5 separate regions of the Mus musculus genome follow, and regions 1, 2, 4 and 5 are each linked to region 3. Evidence: chromatin contacts called from public ChIA-PET, HiChIP or PLAC-seq and promoter capture Hi-C data. All regions are on one chromosome and are shown on one strand. Each heading gives the region's core, a stretch centred on a gene start, on an enhancer-like site or on the middle of the called end of the contact. The rest is flanking DNA. Distances are from core to core; before and after follow the strand shown. Region 1 overlaps Lactb2 (lactamase, beta 2). Region 2 overlaps Xkr9 (X-linked Kx blood group related 9). Region 3 holds the start of Ncoa2 (nuclear receptor coactivator 2). Region 4 has its middle 45 kb from the start of Gm39592. Region 5 has its middle 130 kb from the start of Slco5a1.

The links. Promoter capture Hi-C pulls out the DNA fragments that hold promoters and counts their contacts. ChIA-PET counts read pairs in DNA pulled down with a chosen protein or histone mark. HiChIP or PLAC-seq counts read pairs in DNA pulled down with a chosen protein or histone mark.
Region 1: an RNA polymerase II ChIA-PET map of effector CD8 T cells shows a contact between it and region 3, with 11 read pairs. The contact joins the enhancer-like site here to the promoter of Ncoa2 in region 3. A contact is called at or near these places in 7 of 39 promoter capture datasets (the 3T3-L1 cell line, the C10 cell line, the HPC-7 cell line and 2 more), 4 of 484 Hi-C or Micro-C datasets (CD8 T cells, Th1 cells, embryonic stem cells and 1 more), 6 of 115 datasets of contacts at active chromatin or transcription factors (effector CD8 T cells, embryonic stem cells, forebrain and 3 more) and 2 of 9 other capture datasets (adipose tissue and liver).
Region 2: a promoter capture Hi-C map of liver shows a contact between it and region 3. The contact joins the enhancer-like site here to the promoter of Ncoa2 in region 3. A contact is called at or near these places in 3 of 39 promoter capture datasets (the HPC-7 cell line, liver and pre-B cells) and 3 of 115 datasets of contacts at active chromatin or transcription factors (large pre-B cells, pancreatic cancer cells and pro-B cells).
Region 4: a contact with region 3 is called in an H3K4me3 HiChIP or PLAC-seq map of embryonic stem cells, with 8 times the contacts expected there. The contact joins the enhancer-like site here to the promoter of Ncoa2 in region 3. A contact is called at or near these places in 3 of 39 promoter capture datasets (the C10 cell line, embryonic stem cells and stem cell-derived epiblast-like cells), 10 of 484 Hi-C or Micro-C datasets (brown adipocytes, cerebellum, embryonic stem cells and 1 more), 11 of 115 datasets of contacts at active chromatin or transcription factors (embryonic stem cells, large pre-B cells, pro-B cells and 1 more) and 1 of 9 other capture datasets (embryonic stem cells).
Region 5: a contact with region 3 is called in a promoter capture Hi-C map of hippocampal neurons, with 3 times the contacts expected there. The contact joins the enhancer-like site here to the promoter of Ncoa2 in region 3. A contact is called at or near these places in 4 of 39 promoter capture datasets (embryonic stem cells, hippocampal neurons, pre-B cells and 1 more), 2 of 484 Hi-C or Micro-C datasets (embryonic stem cells and muscle stem cells), 3 of 115 datasets of contacts at active chromatin or transcription factors (astrocytes, bone marrow-derived macrophages and embryonic stem cells) and 1 of 9 other capture datasets (embryonic stem cells).

What each region holds. Positions count from the first base shown.
Region 1 is chr1:13,638,346-13,641,045 of GRCm38.p6, forward strand. Lactb2 (lactamase, beta 2) reads right to left here. Exons shown (of 7, transcript NM_145381.2): 4 at 1-64. Among named protein-coding and RNA genes, the nearest start is that of Lactb2, 21 kb to the right of the region's middle. Within about 2 kb of position 1,361, at least 74 of the 459 cell types and tissues checked have an H3K27ac peak or open chromatin away from gene starts, as enhancers often do. A contact at or near this core is called in CD8 T cells, Th1 cells, effector CD8 T cells and 2 more, where this site is marked.
Region 2 is chr1:13,698,222-13,700,921 of GRCm38.p6, forward strand. Xkr9 (X-linked Kx blood group related 9) reads left to right here. Exons shown (of 4, transcript NM_001011873.2): 4 at 2,534-2,700. Among named protein-coding and RNA genes, the nearest start is that of Xkr9, 31 kb to the left of the region's middle. Within about 2 kb of position 1,255, at least 4 of the 459 cell types and tissues checked have an H3K27ac peak or open chromatin away from gene starts, as enhancers often do. A contact at or near this core is called in liver, where this site is marked.
Region 3 is chr1:13,372,698-13,375,397 of GRCm38.p6, forward strand. It overlaps Ncoa2 (nuclear receptor coactivator 2), which reads right to left and starts at 1,386. Exons shown (of 23, transcript NM_008678.3): 1 at 1,241-1,386.
Region 4 is chr1:13,058,810-13,061,509 of GRCm38.p6, forward strand. No RefSeq gene overlaps it. Among named protein-coding and RNA genes, the nearest start is that of Gm39592, 45 kb to the right of the region's middle. Within about 2 kb of position 1,327, at least 5 of the 459 cell types and tissues checked have an H3K27ac peak or open chromatin away from gene starts, as enhancers often do. A contact at or near this core is called in embryonic stem cells, where this site is marked.
Region 5 is chr1:12,862,911-12,865,610 of GRCm38.p6, forward strand. No RefSeq gene overlaps it. Among named protein-coding and RNA genes, the nearest start is that of Slco5a1, 130 kb to the right of the region's middle. Within about 2 kb of position 1,326, at least 97 of the 459 cell types and tissues checked have an H3K27ac peak or open chromatin away from gene starts, as enhancers often do. A contact at or near this core is called in bone marrow-derived macrophages, hippocampal neurons and muscle stem cells, where this site is marked.

The DNA.
Region 1 (2,700 bases), core at 111-2,610, 270 kb after region 3:
GGCATTCTCCTCCTCCAGGAGTAAAGCCATGTGATCATCAGTGTGGCCAGGAGTGTACAAAACTCTAGGTAAGAACACAGGTTAGGAAGAACAACAAATCAACAAGCATGAATTCTTACGCTTGCGCAAAATGTTGAGAAGTGACCAATTCTGTCACCTGTAGACAAGACGGCAACACATGCTGTCAAGGAGGGGATTTCATTTTTTCCCAGGGGTTGCTTGTAAAAATCTGACCCCACACAAATATCTCCTATTCTTAGATCATGTTTCTTATCCAAAAGTACACATTCAATAACATATTTTCTTCTTATTTCATAAGTAAGATGATTACAACAAATTTGAAAAACATGAAAGGATAAAAAAGATGAAAATCAAGATTACTCAGAAACAGTACTTTTAGATAAGAACATAACTTTTCAATTTTGTATGGTAACAATTAAAAAACAAAACTGTGTGTTTTAAAGTTTTCATTTACTTCATTGCATTTCTCTACATTATTAAATTTCTATAGGTAAATCCCGAAGCTCTCTACATAATAGCTGGGACAGTGCTACATGTTCCGAAAATAAAATTTTACTCTAATAGTATTTATATAAAAATTTTAGAGAAATAAGAGTACATACATACATGAAAGTAAAGGTAAAACACTCAAACAGATGAAAAAGCATCAACTAAGGAGCCAATTAATGTCAAGAGTATTTGTAAGCCATATAAATATTTAAAACTATGTGCCTCAGAAGCAAAGACAAACAAGCCTTTAGAATCAAATAAAAACCTTAACCAAGACTAATTATGGACATTAAGAACTTGATTTATGCTATTCTTTGGTAGTGCAGCCACTAATTTAGTTGCCCAAACTCTAACTCCACCACCCATGCTCCTGTAAACAATCCTAAACACCTGCCTGCCCGCCCGCACACCCACACACCCCGACGGAGGGGCGGCTGGGATGGGGAGAAAGGATGTGGAAGGAGGGGACTAGCTGGCAGAAGGAAAGGAGCAGCAGAGTGGGACAGTAAAGGAAGGATAGAGGATGTAAGACGGTGTAAATGTCATGATGAAACCCAGGATGGCCTATGACTAATACTTGCTATCAAAAAGCCCTTAAACTTATGAACAGATTATGGTACCTTTACGTAACAAGAAATATGTCTTTAAGAGCTTTTTATTTATATTCACATTAAGTTTTATAGCTATACCAATAGTAAATGAAGAGCTAAGTCTAGTTTGTTCTGCAAAGCACCTCTTCATGTCTCAGCTGGTGCACTCCTCTTGTTTTCCTGGTGCACTGGGAGACACACTTGCTCTCTATGTGGTGCACCATGAGTCACACTTGCTCTCCACGTAGTGCACGGTGAGTCACACTTGTACTTTACAGCTTGCACCCTGTTTTCCTGTTTACTATTCAGGCTCCTGATGAGCAGGGCCCTTGTTATTCTCCACTGTCTGCTTGCAGTTCGCAGCTCTTAGTGACATCTGGTTTTACAACCCAGCTTTCCTTGTCTTGGCGCTGACCCAGCTGCTTGTGGGTAATGCACACCTAAGCCTGACACGGCTCCAGGGTGGGTTCTACTAACCTTCCCACTGTCCATGAGTGAATCACAGAAGACATCAGTAAATTCTGACTAATACTTCTCAAACTTAATTTTATTTATAAGAGACTAACTTAATTACCTTTCTCTGTCTGATTTACATAGACTGATTTGTATATTCTTGAAATATTTTAAATAAAACTCTCAATAATGACCTATTTAGGGGAATAGGGCAAATATAACTGCATATTTATATTTAATACTTAGGGACTCAATATGGGTTCTTGATTAGAGACAGTAGAGTGCATATCTACATATGTTTTCCTTCTAAAACCCCCAGAAAAGGTGTTTGTTTTGCTTTGGGTTTTTTTTTTTTTTTTGGTAAAGATGTAATCCCAACAGGGATGAAAGGAATGGGCAGGACGAGCACAGCTGAATGAGAGCAGTTGACAGTATTAGCAGTCACCAGAAAGCTGAGGGCTAAGCGGGCAGAGAAAGCTGGGGATCACCTAGCAGAGGCCCCTGAAAGCTGAGCATTTGGGGTATCAGGAACCTGGAAGATGAGGGGACATTAGGGGAAAGGTGGTTAAAAAAATATTGGAAATGTGCTTAACAAATATTCAGGCCGTGGCTGGAGCTCAGAGGCAGAACACCTGAACACGTGCGGTCCTGGATTCAATCCTCCACACCCCAAATCCCAAACAGACAAACAAACAAACCCCAAGCAGAATTGAAACCTGCCACATACACAAGTTGTATTCTTCTTTGAGCTGTGTGACAAGTACCTTAAGCCTGCTGATGGAACAGGCTCAGGTGGAGCAGAGATAACACACCGAGAAATGGAGATTCCTAACACAGGCCAATGCCATTTGGACGTCATTTTTCATGTATTGTTATTGAGGTCTTTACCCTTACCAAGATGTCAAAAAAAGTCTTTTCTAAGGTATTTAGTAAAATGACTTAGAAAATAACCTTAGCAAAAGCCTAAGTTGTCAAAAATGGGTCCCCAGTAAAGTTCACCTTGATTATGATACCATGAGGCTCGTGCCAACAACTCTGTCCTCCCAGTCAGTTCTCAGGACTCACAAATAGCTCTACAGCTTTCATCAGAAGAAAATCAGGAAACATGAGAGGGTAATTAAGATAATTAAAAGAAACATCTCTCACA
Region 2 (2,700 bases), core at 5-2,504, 330 kb after region 3:
TCACTGATTGGCCCAGCTGCATGAAAGAGCAGGATGACAGACTCAGGCTCCAAAGTCCAATTTTATCTATATTTCAATCTTTGGGCAGAGGGTGTGGAGGGTGGGCAGAGCCTGGAAGAATTTAGTCTGAAGTCCTCCTGGGTTGTCTGTCATCTTAACATAGTATACCATCTTGTTTATTCTAGCTCTGGGTAGTGGCTGCACTGAGTACCCTAAGGCACATGGAAAAGGAGTGCTTGTTGCTTCTCAGTTTGCTAAGCATGGCAGGATGGTGTCAGTGGAGACCCTCTCCTCACAACTCAGAGGCTACATCTGTTCAGATATGGAGAAGGGCAGCCATTCACTGAGCAAAATGAGTCTGTTCTAAGCTCCAGCAGGGAACATCTGCCCACCCAGGACCTCTCCTGCCCTGCTGTCTGGGAACTCATCTCTCCACTCAGCATGGGAAGTAGATGGGAAGTAGGCTATGAGCATCAGCTTTCTCACTTAAGGACTAAAGGATTCATAGGCAACCCTTCCACTGAAAACATGGCATTGTATACGATACTTAGAAAGACTTTCCTAAATGCAAAATATCTGAGGTAACATATGGAACTGAGGATGCTCTCAGAAAAATATCTGATGTAATATATGGAAGTGGGAATGCTCTCAGCCTGACTAGAACTAATAAGGCGTTTGTACCCTGAGGGCTTTTCTGAGTCTCACAAACAGGAGTCATCAGTTTTGATGACTTCTCAGAGTGTGGGAGACAGAAATCAAGTGTGAAGGAAGGCAAATGCTAATTACAGGAAGCAAAAATGCTCTAAAAGAAGAAGATATAGTTTCTGAGAGGTTAAAAAAAAATAGCCCCAAGCCAACACAAGCCCTACTGATGTCGTTATGATTAAGTGAACATTGAAGATTTTTGCTAAACACCATTTTGTTTCTCTTTGGGGAGTTGGAGGGAGAGGGCTGGAGGACGGCCATATTTATATGTGCCAAGCTTTCCTTTCTCTGAATGGGAAGTGAGTGAGCAGGTCCACTACAGATAAACTCAGACTGTGCTTTGTGTAGAACTATGACAGCGTGTGTCAAAGGGACAACTAGGGGAGCTCTAAGGGACATCTTCTGGGGGTTACAGCTCACTGTCAAGGGAGCTAAAGCGAGTGACTGCTGGGTTCTTCAAGGACTGTAGAACTTTTAAAACTATGCATATGCATTAATTTGGTGGAGATTAAAGCCAGGCATGGTGGTGTACACTTGTAATCCCAGCACTCAGGAGCTGGAAGCACACAGCTTAACTTGAGTTTAAAACTACCCTGGACTACATAGTGGACTCTGTTTCACAAAACAAAACAAAACAAAACAAAACAAAACAAAACACAGCAAAAACAAAGGAAAGCAAAGCAAAACAAAGCAAAAAACAAAACTAAACAAAACAAAGCCAAGCCCCCCCCCCCAAAAAAAAAACATCCCCCAATATAAAAACACATCACATGGGCAGGAAAGATAGGTTAGCAGTTAAGAGTATTTACTGCTCTTGCACAAGGTTCAGGTTCAGGTTCCAAAAGCCATGCGATGACTCATGATTATCCCTAACTCCAGCTCCAGGAGATCAGTGCCCTCTTCTGACCTCCATGGGCACCAGGCGCATGCAGGCCAGACAGCCATAGATATAACATTGAAAAAAACCAAAAACCCAACACACCAGATAATTTAGGAGAAAGCAGTATTGTAATTAAAGAATAGGAGAAAAGTTAAGTCCAGGTTCTTAGTGTTTTGTGCCAAAATCAAGAGAGGAGAAAGACGTTTGTAAGAAGATTTGTCAAGAAATGACATTGGAAATCTGGCTGTACATGTATAGACCTCAGATACTAAGTACCCGAAAGGACTCATATTCTATATTCTCTGTGACTATTTCTTTCTGTCTTTGCTTCTATTTGCTTCACTTTTTAAACCATCCTCTGCTTTGAGTGAGGTAGTAATGACTTGTATTTTCAGAACAGTAATGAACTTCTGCTGTGTGCTGGTAAAGGTGCCAAATCTATAGAACTTTGTAAATTTTGGAGTCTGTTTGTTCATATGATGTAGAGTCTGTAGGTTCTGAAAAATTATTTTGTTAATGATGTATACTTATGTTAAATTTTCTTTTTATCTGTCTCATAATCCATTAAGCTATCTCCCAGTGAATTAAGTATGGTATAGGGTTAAAGCCAAATAGTGTAGAAAACCAAGACTTACAATTGTAGTGTTTAGCCAAGGTATTATTTATTGAATCTATTCAAGATAATTCTAAAGTAGTATGATACAGTTGATTAGCCTACCAATAAATATTAGTTCCATCACTTTCTAGTTGCACAATAAGAGTCAAGGAATATATTTCTTCAATTTTCCTCAGCTCTACTAATGCAATGTGGGGATATCGAAGAATTAGACATATAAGCTATGGCATGTGTCTACACTGCTACAGCATGCAGGGCACATGCTAGTTTATTGTTACTAATATTACTGTTACCATTTCTAACCTAGTGTGTTTTTTGTTTTTCTTTTGTAGGCATGGTCATCATGGTTTCCTGCTGTGCTATTTCTTGGTCAACTGTTGACTATCAAATAGCTTTAAGAAAATCATTGCCCGATAAAAATCTTCTCCGAGGACTCTGGCCCAAACTCATGTATCTCTTTTACAAGTTGCTTACCTTGTTATCCTGGATGCTGAGTGTT
Region 3 (2,700 bases), core at 136-2,635:
TGGGAAAGTTTCCCCTGCCAGTGACAGGCCCTCTAGGCTTGAGGCCCAACGTCACTCCCGGAGAGTAAGGGGCTCGGGTCCCCGATTCCCGCCCCTCAGTCCGCAGGCCCCGGAAGCCACTTGGGGGAGGGGAAAGGGAGGGACCATGGAAGCAGGGACCGAGCCACCCCCGAGCGCGGCCGCGGCGCCTCCAGGACTCCCCCAGGGGCGGGGTGCGGGCACTCCAGCCCGCGGCGCCGACCCTGGACGCCTCCCCGGGAGCCTCCAGGGGCCCGGAGAGGAGGGTCCCCGGCCCAGGGCGTGACCGGGGCGCGAGGGCCGCCAGGACCCCTCCCGCTTCCCGCGGGGGGCCCCCGAGGGCCTGTCCCTGCAGGGGCCGCAGAAGGGGTACGGAAGAGGGGGCGCTGGCGAGCCAACCCGGAACCTCCTGGCCCGCAGCCCGCCTCCCGCCCCCGGCCGCGGCCCCAGCGCGCCTCCGGCACACATGCCCGCACCCAGAAAGTTAAGTCAGGGGCGAGCCCGGCGCGGCGCCGCCACCGCCGCCGCCGCCCGACCCCGGCTCCCCGCCCCCACCGCGGCCCGGCCTGCGCGGCCCGAGCGCTACCGCCCCGAAGCCACCCAAGCCCGAGGCCCCCCAGACGCCCGAGCCCCCGCCGCCGCCCCTGCCGGCCGCGTCACCTTCACACACCCCCGGCACTTCCCAGGTCCTGCCTCCCCTCGGCCGGCTCCCACCCGTGCAGCAGTGGCCGCACGCCTCCCGGGAAGAAAGCACCGGCCGCGACTGCGCCCGCCGGCCCGGGCTTCCCCCGCCTGCCCGGGCTGCGCCGCGCAGCCTCGAGGGGGCCGGAGCAGGGGCCCGCGGCACAACCGCCGCTTCCCAGCCTGGTGCTCACCTCTCGGCCGGCGCCGCGGGCTGCAGCCTCCACCCGCCTCGCGCTCCAGGGCTCGTCTCCCGAGCTCTCTCGCCCGGCGCCCGAGCGCCTCCTTTCTCTCCCGGGGACTCGGCGTCTTCCCGCCCTCCCCCCTCCCCCCGGGAGCCGAGTCCCCGGCTCGGCCGCGCCTCGAGGATGGGCGTCGCGGGCTCCGCACGCCTGGGCAGCGGTGCCCGCACACAACAACAGCCTGCCCGGCCGGCCGGCGCGCGGCTCCGCCGGGCTGCGCGCACCAAGGGCAGCGGCCCGGGTGGGAATGCGGCGCCCCCCGCCCGCCGCCCGTGAGCCCCCAGGGGAGGCGCGCTTACCAATGTGGCCGTCACGCCGTCAGGTGCGGGCTGCCGTCGGCGCTGACCTCCGCCGCCGCCGCGGGAGCCCAGGCTGCGGCCGCCATGTTCCCGTGTTAATAACTGCTGCCTGGTTGTTTATTTCAATGGAGATCCTCCCCCAGCTCCCTCCTCCTCCTCCCCCTCCTCCTCCGCGGCTCTGCACTTGCGGAGAGAGACACAGACCGCGCGAGCTCGCGAGCAGGGGAGGGGGCTCGGGCACGGGGCTGGCCCGCCCTCCGCCTCCCCGCCGCCTCCGAGCGAACGCTGTCACCGCTCAGGGGACCGGGCGGAAACTTGCGTCCCGCGCCCCCGAGCGTGGGCCCGGGAACACCGGGGCTACCCCACCCGCGGGGTCCTCAGCATCTCCCTGGCTGGCGAGACTTCAGAGCTCGGGGAGTTGGACAAGATGGGTGGCTGTGGTCTAGGGACCGTGACCTATGGGTGACTGGAAGTGAAGGGAGAGTCAACAGAGGACTCCATGCGAGGGCAAAGGGCAATGCCCAAAAGAAAGCTAAAAAGGGGGACTGGCCCGGGCCTGGGGGTGGAGGCCAAGGGACTGCCGCGCCTCCGACGGCAGGGACGCTGCGGCGAGAAGGTCGCGGAAAACCTAGTCCCAGAGGTGCCTCCCGCGCGCGCTCAGGCAGGGCCCGGTAGCCGGCAGCCTGCACCCCTCGGGCGCACCTCTGCACCCAGACGCTGTTCCGGGGCGCACTCCTTGGCCACCATGTCCCCTCGGTTTTTTCGTGGATACGCCTCCCCAATTGCTGTCCCTGAGGTCTCTGGAGGGGATAGAGGGGCGTGACCGCGGGAGGCGAACTTACCGGGGTACCACCCCGGGATTGCCTGACAAAGCAAAGGCTGCTCAGTATTTAGAAAGACCGAGGGGAGTGTTCTCCGCACGCAGTGAGACAACAAAAGTTTTGTTTTGTTTTTTAATTGGGGAATCCATTATCAAATCCTCAATGGAGTATTGGGATTAAGGAGACGTGGAGGAGTTTTCACGTTTAAATGTTGTTTGGTTTTTAACTGGAAAAGCAACTTCTTTTCCATTTAGATATAATTAGTTGAAAGAAATGAGCAACATTTGTTTGCTTAACGGAAGTTATCAAAATATGACAGGAACACGTTTCCTTATTTTAACTCTTATGAAAGGTCACTTGCCATAGACAATAAGTGTTTATTGAACTGTAACGACTTGGCACTGCATTAAGTGATTCACACACACTCCAAATTTTAATCCTCAAACCTTACGAAGTAATTGCTATTTTTATACCTCATAAAACATTGAAACCTAAAGAAGTAATTTTTGTAGAGTTACACAGTAAGCAAGGTGGGCAAGATTTGAGCCCAGGTCCATTAATTGCAAAACATGCTTTTTGATCGTATTTTTTTTTTAGCTCCAGTTTATTATGACAAAGAAAAAGAAAAGTATATGCCTA
Region 4 (2,700 bases), core at 77-2,576, 310 kb before region 3:
TGATATTTTAGAGACAGGGTCTGACCTTGAGATTACTATGTACCCAAGGCTGGCTTTCCACTCCTCATTCTCCCATCTCCACCCACCCTGTTCTGGGATCACCGCACTTACATCTGTTTGTTTCAAACCAGCAAGCTCTCATTGTTGTACTCCTATCCAGGCCATCACTGGTAACAACAGTGCCCACTGACCATGTGTTCTAAGACCCTGAAGGAGAGGCTTCAAATGGTAGCAAATCCTGAACAGGCTGGGTTTTCCTATGTATGTACACCCGTCAAGATGTTTTTCTCCTCCCCACCCATCCCCTGCAGGACATGGACCTGGGCACCCTGTGCCTTTCCACTTATTACCATATCGGAGTCATAATGTACTTTGTTTCTCTGCCAATTAAAGAATTCTGCAAAGCACTCAAGAGGCAGGCAGAGATCTCTGAGTTACAGATCTACCCAATCTGCATAGTGAGTCCTAAGCCGAAGCTACATAGTCTCAAAAGAGAAGTTGTTTTTGTTTTTAATTTTTGTTTTGTTTAAGGCAATGTGCACACAGCTAAGATTGATCTTGAACTCTTGGTCCTTCTCCCCCAACCTCCCGAGTGCTGGGATGACAGGGAGGAACCGCTGTACCCAGCTCTCAGTGTAAATTTTTATTGAGGATCTGTGGGCTACAAAGCAGTAACCATCAATATAATTTGAAAAATGTAACACCCTCTGCTATTCAGTAGGTGTCGATGTTCTACTGCTGTGAAGAGACCATGACCGAGGAAGCACATCTTATAAAGGAGAGCATTTCATTACGGCCTGCCTATACTATAAGAGGTTTAGTTCATCATTAGCTTGGCGAGGAGCATGGCAGCACACAGGAGAAGGAGCTTAGTGTTCTACGTCTGGATCCACAAACAGTAGGGGAGAAAAAGACTCTGAAGTTGGCATGAGCTTCTGAAACCTCAAAGCCAAAACACTTCCTCCAAAAAGATCACTACCCCTAATCCTTTCAAATAATAGTGCCACTCCCTGGTGACCAAGCATTCAAGTCTATGCACTTATGCAAACCATTCTTATTCAAACTACAAAAGAGGGTTAAATGTGTACAGTCTGCCTTTCTGTTAAACTGACCCATCTCAAACTACCACATTCTGGATTTCCTTTCTTCTCTTTCCTCCTCGTCCTCGTCCTCCTCGTCCTCCTCTTCCTCCTCCTCCTCCTCATCCTTTTTCTCTTCCTCTCTCCTCTCTTCTTATTTTTGAGACAGGGGTGTGTTTAGTCCATGCTGGTCTTGAACTTGACACGCCACAATGACAATCTTGAACTGTTGTCATGGAATCCAACACTGGATTGTAAACTGAAATGTGTTAGGAAATGGGCAGTGATGGAGCATATCTTTGATCCCAGTGCTTTGATCCTGAGGCAGAGGCAGGGTGATCTCTGGGTTTAAGGCCAGCCTGGTCTATTGAATGAGTTCCATAATAGCTAGAGCTACACAGAGAAACCCTGTCTTGAAAAACCAAAGGAGAGGTCTGGAAGAGATGGCACAGCACTTAAGAGCACTGACTTCTCTTCCAGAGGTCCTGAGTTCAATTCCCAGCAACCACATGGTGGCTCACAACCACCTGTAATGAGATCTGATGCCCTCTTCTGGTGTGTCTGAAGACAACTATAGTGTACTCATTTACATAAGATAGCACAAAAGATGACTCTATATTGCTCCGGTAACAAGAACACTGAAGAAAACCCTCTCCTTTGGTTTTCTGTATATAAGTTATCTGTTGCTGTATGTCTTCAGACCCAACTGAAGAGAGCATCAGATCCCATTATAGATGGTTTTGAGCCTCCATGTAGTTGCTGGGAATTGAACTCAGGACCTCTGGAAAAGAAGTCAGTGCTCTTAAGTGCTGTGCCATCTCTTCCAGAGCTCTCCTTTGGTTTTTCAAGACAGGGTTTCTCTGTGTAGCTCTAGCTATTATGGAACTCATTCAATAGACCAGGCTGGGAATTGAACTCAGGATCTCTGGAAAAGCAGTCTGTGATCTTAATCACTGAGTCATCTCTCCAGCCTGGTTTTTCTTTTAAACTCTAATAAGAGCACCCTCAAGATTTCTTTTCAGCCAATTCTTAATTTTTTTTTTCAGTAGTAGCAAGGCCAAAAACCCAGAGCGAAGTCCTCAGCTTCTCTGATAACACATAGCAACTCCACCAAGGCTCCTCAAAATCTTCTGTGGCATTCTCACCATGAAGAACAAAAGTAACTGCTGAGCTGTTGAGTCTCTTGGTCCCAGCTATCAAGGCAGATGTGTACCTTCAAAAAGACATCAGTGAGCTGAGGGTGGTGCTTATCAGAAGAATATGTGCTTGGCACTCAGAAGGCTTTTGTGAGGAGCAGCTGATCCCCAGCACCCTGAAAAATCAGGCTGATGCAAGCAAAGCTACTCAATTGTCTGTCTTTGTGTTTCAGTGAATCTGGGAAAGGAAGAAGGCAGGAGGCTGTGGCTCACACCTGAAATCCCAGCACTCAGGAGGCAAAGGCTGAAGGATCACTGAAAAAATGTGAGGCCAACCTGAGCTACGTAATGAGTTCCAGGGTTAGCTCAGGCTATATAGACCTGAGCCTCAGCGGAAGGAAACTGGCTGTGCCTTAGCAAGAGAACACCCGGCAGCATAACTGGAAGAAGGGATGCGGGAGGCTCATCTATTACCTCAAAAAAAA
Region 5 (2,700 bases), core at 76-2,575, 510 kb before region 3:
TCACCACCACTCTCCAACTATACCTGAGGGCATCTTGGTTTTGTCAAAAACAGGGTATGGGCAGAGCTGGAAGTACGCCCCTGTTCAATTTCCCAATAGAGTCAAATTTTGTTGGGTGTTTACAAAGTTTATGTTAGTAGACAATGCATTCTTGGATATCAAGTAAGACCCCCCCCCCCAAACAAAACGTGTTCCACGCTGCATCTCTGAGGGACATGTGACCCTCAAAGCTGCTGTTAGGAACTACAGTAGTCCTCTAAGGCCAACCTGTGGCTTCTCCGAGTTCCCAGCCCTTCCCACACTCAAGAAATAGCCTATTGTGACCACGCTCATTGGACTAGTGAGCTAGCTTTCCCCTACACTGTTGCCGAAGACTTTGCCAGCACAGTATCTTGGGCTGTCAAGACACATGACGCTGTACATGCAAGGAGAGAGAACGGCCTTTTAGAATTAGACTCTGACATTTAGGGAGTAGAGACATCACACAGAGACAGCAAGGTGAGAGATTTCAACCTGATATGTGAACTATGACCAAAAATATCGCTTCCTACTGGGTCTCCTAGTCCTTGTACCAGAAAACTTCCCGAATCCTCAGGTTTGGAACCTGTACCCTCCCTACCCTCTCCCACCCCCATAAGCCCAACAAACCCAATTCAAGGATTGAGAAGAACTAGTTAATTCTAGTAGCTTTCTGCAGAAGAAAAAAGGTCCTAGACTTTGCATCCTCTAAAGTCAGGAGCATAGAAGTAGAGTGTGTGCTTTTCTTTCTTTTCTTTTCTTTTTTTTCTTTTGTGTGTGTGTGTGAGAGAGTTTAATTTTTTTAATTCGATATTTTCTTCATTTACATTTCAAATGCTATCCCAAAAGTCCCCCATACCCTTCCCCCCCCCCACTCCCCTACACACCCACTACCACTTCTTGGCCCTAGCATTCTCCTGTACTGAGGCATATAAAGTTTGCAAGACCAAGGGGTCTCTCTTCCCAATGATTGCCGACTAGGCCATCTTCTGCTACATATGCAGCTAGAGACACGAACTCCAGGGGTACTGGTTAGATCATATTGTTGTTCCACCTATAGGGTTGCAGATCCCTTTAGCTCCTTGGGTACTTTCTCTAGCTCCTCCATTGGGGCCCTGTGATCCATCCAATAGCTGACTGTGAGCATCCACTTCTGTGTTTGCCAGGCACTGGCATAGCCTCACAAGAGACAGCTATATCAGGGTCCTTTCAGCAAAATCTTGCTGGCGTATGCAATGGTGTCAGCATTTGGAGGCTGATTATGGGATGGATCCCAGTGTGCTTTTCATAATGAACACTAGGTGGCACTTCAGTACAGCTAAAGACATTTTCATTTCCATACACTGCAGTTTGTTCATGCTTGCTCTCATGTACTGCATTTGACAAGAAAATATCTTGATCCGTGGCAAGTGTGACCTTTCTTCAGAGCCTGAGCCATCACAGTAGACCCAAGTGCAGTTTCATCTCTCTGCTGTTTTGTGTTCCTATCATAAATTGGAACTGTGTCAAATGTTGGCTCTTACCCTCAAAGCTGTACAGGAAATCTCCAGCTCCCAGGACAGCTCTGACTTTGCGCAATTAAAAGCATGTCTTTGATTCACACGTGCTGAAGCCATGGAGACCATCTCTACTTCGTTGGCCATTTTACAAAGAGCAAAAGAAACTAGATGCTTTTTCAATAATAAAACTCCAAGGCTGGGTTAAAGCAAGGAAATGAAATGACCAGAGTCTATAACCCTCCGTACTGTTCATTTCTTAATGTCATGAAAGTGTGCATACGCTTGGGGGCGGGGGGCGTTCAGGTTACAGAAACTGTAAGTAATTGGGGAGAAATCATATTGCCTTACTCTGCCCACAGCATAGCCATTTTAAACAGCTGCTAAAATCTTCTAGAGTCAAACTGGTTCCTTGAACCAGCTTTTTTGGGCTTTCGGGTTGAGAGAGGGGAGGGAGGGTATTCTGAACCTGTGAGTTTGGGAAGTTCCCCTGTAGAAGGGCTAAGAAGCCCAGCAGAAGGTAGCATTTTTGGTCCTAACTCACTAGCTAGACTAGCTAGAGTGTGTGGCAGCATCCTTCCCATCTGTGTGAATGGCTTTCCCGGTGACTGCAATGCAGGAGGAAATCGAGGCTCTCCCAGCTGCACAACCACTCACTCATATAACTCATGTACCAGCCCAGGTATGTGGACCATTGCGACTCTCTCAGCACACCATGAGGTGTGTCGGGAGCGCAAAATGGAGCAATCATCTTTCCATCAAGAGTGCTCACAGCCGACTAAATATATCTGCTCAGGGCTTCCGCCGTGGCTCAGGGCTTCCGCCGTGGCTCAGAACTTCCGCCGTGGCTCAGGGCTTCCGCCGTGGCTCAGGGCTTTCGCCTTGGCTCAGGGCTTCAGCTGTGACTCATGCTGCTGTTTCAGTCTTTCACCTCCTGCCTCTCACCCAGAAGTTTCAGATGCCAGCGCATTCAGGAGAACTCCTGTGAGACAGGAGAAGCATCCAAATGCAGTAGTTGGTGGGCCTGCAGGACAGCGTGTTACGTGTAATCTGACACAGAGAGGACTAGCACATGTTCTCGCTCACGTGGGAGCCCAGAGCTTTAGTGTGATACCAGCAGAGCGCCCTCTGGGCATGAGCAGAGGTTGGGAGGGGTGCAGGGCAGGGAGGGCGAAGAGGCGATGCT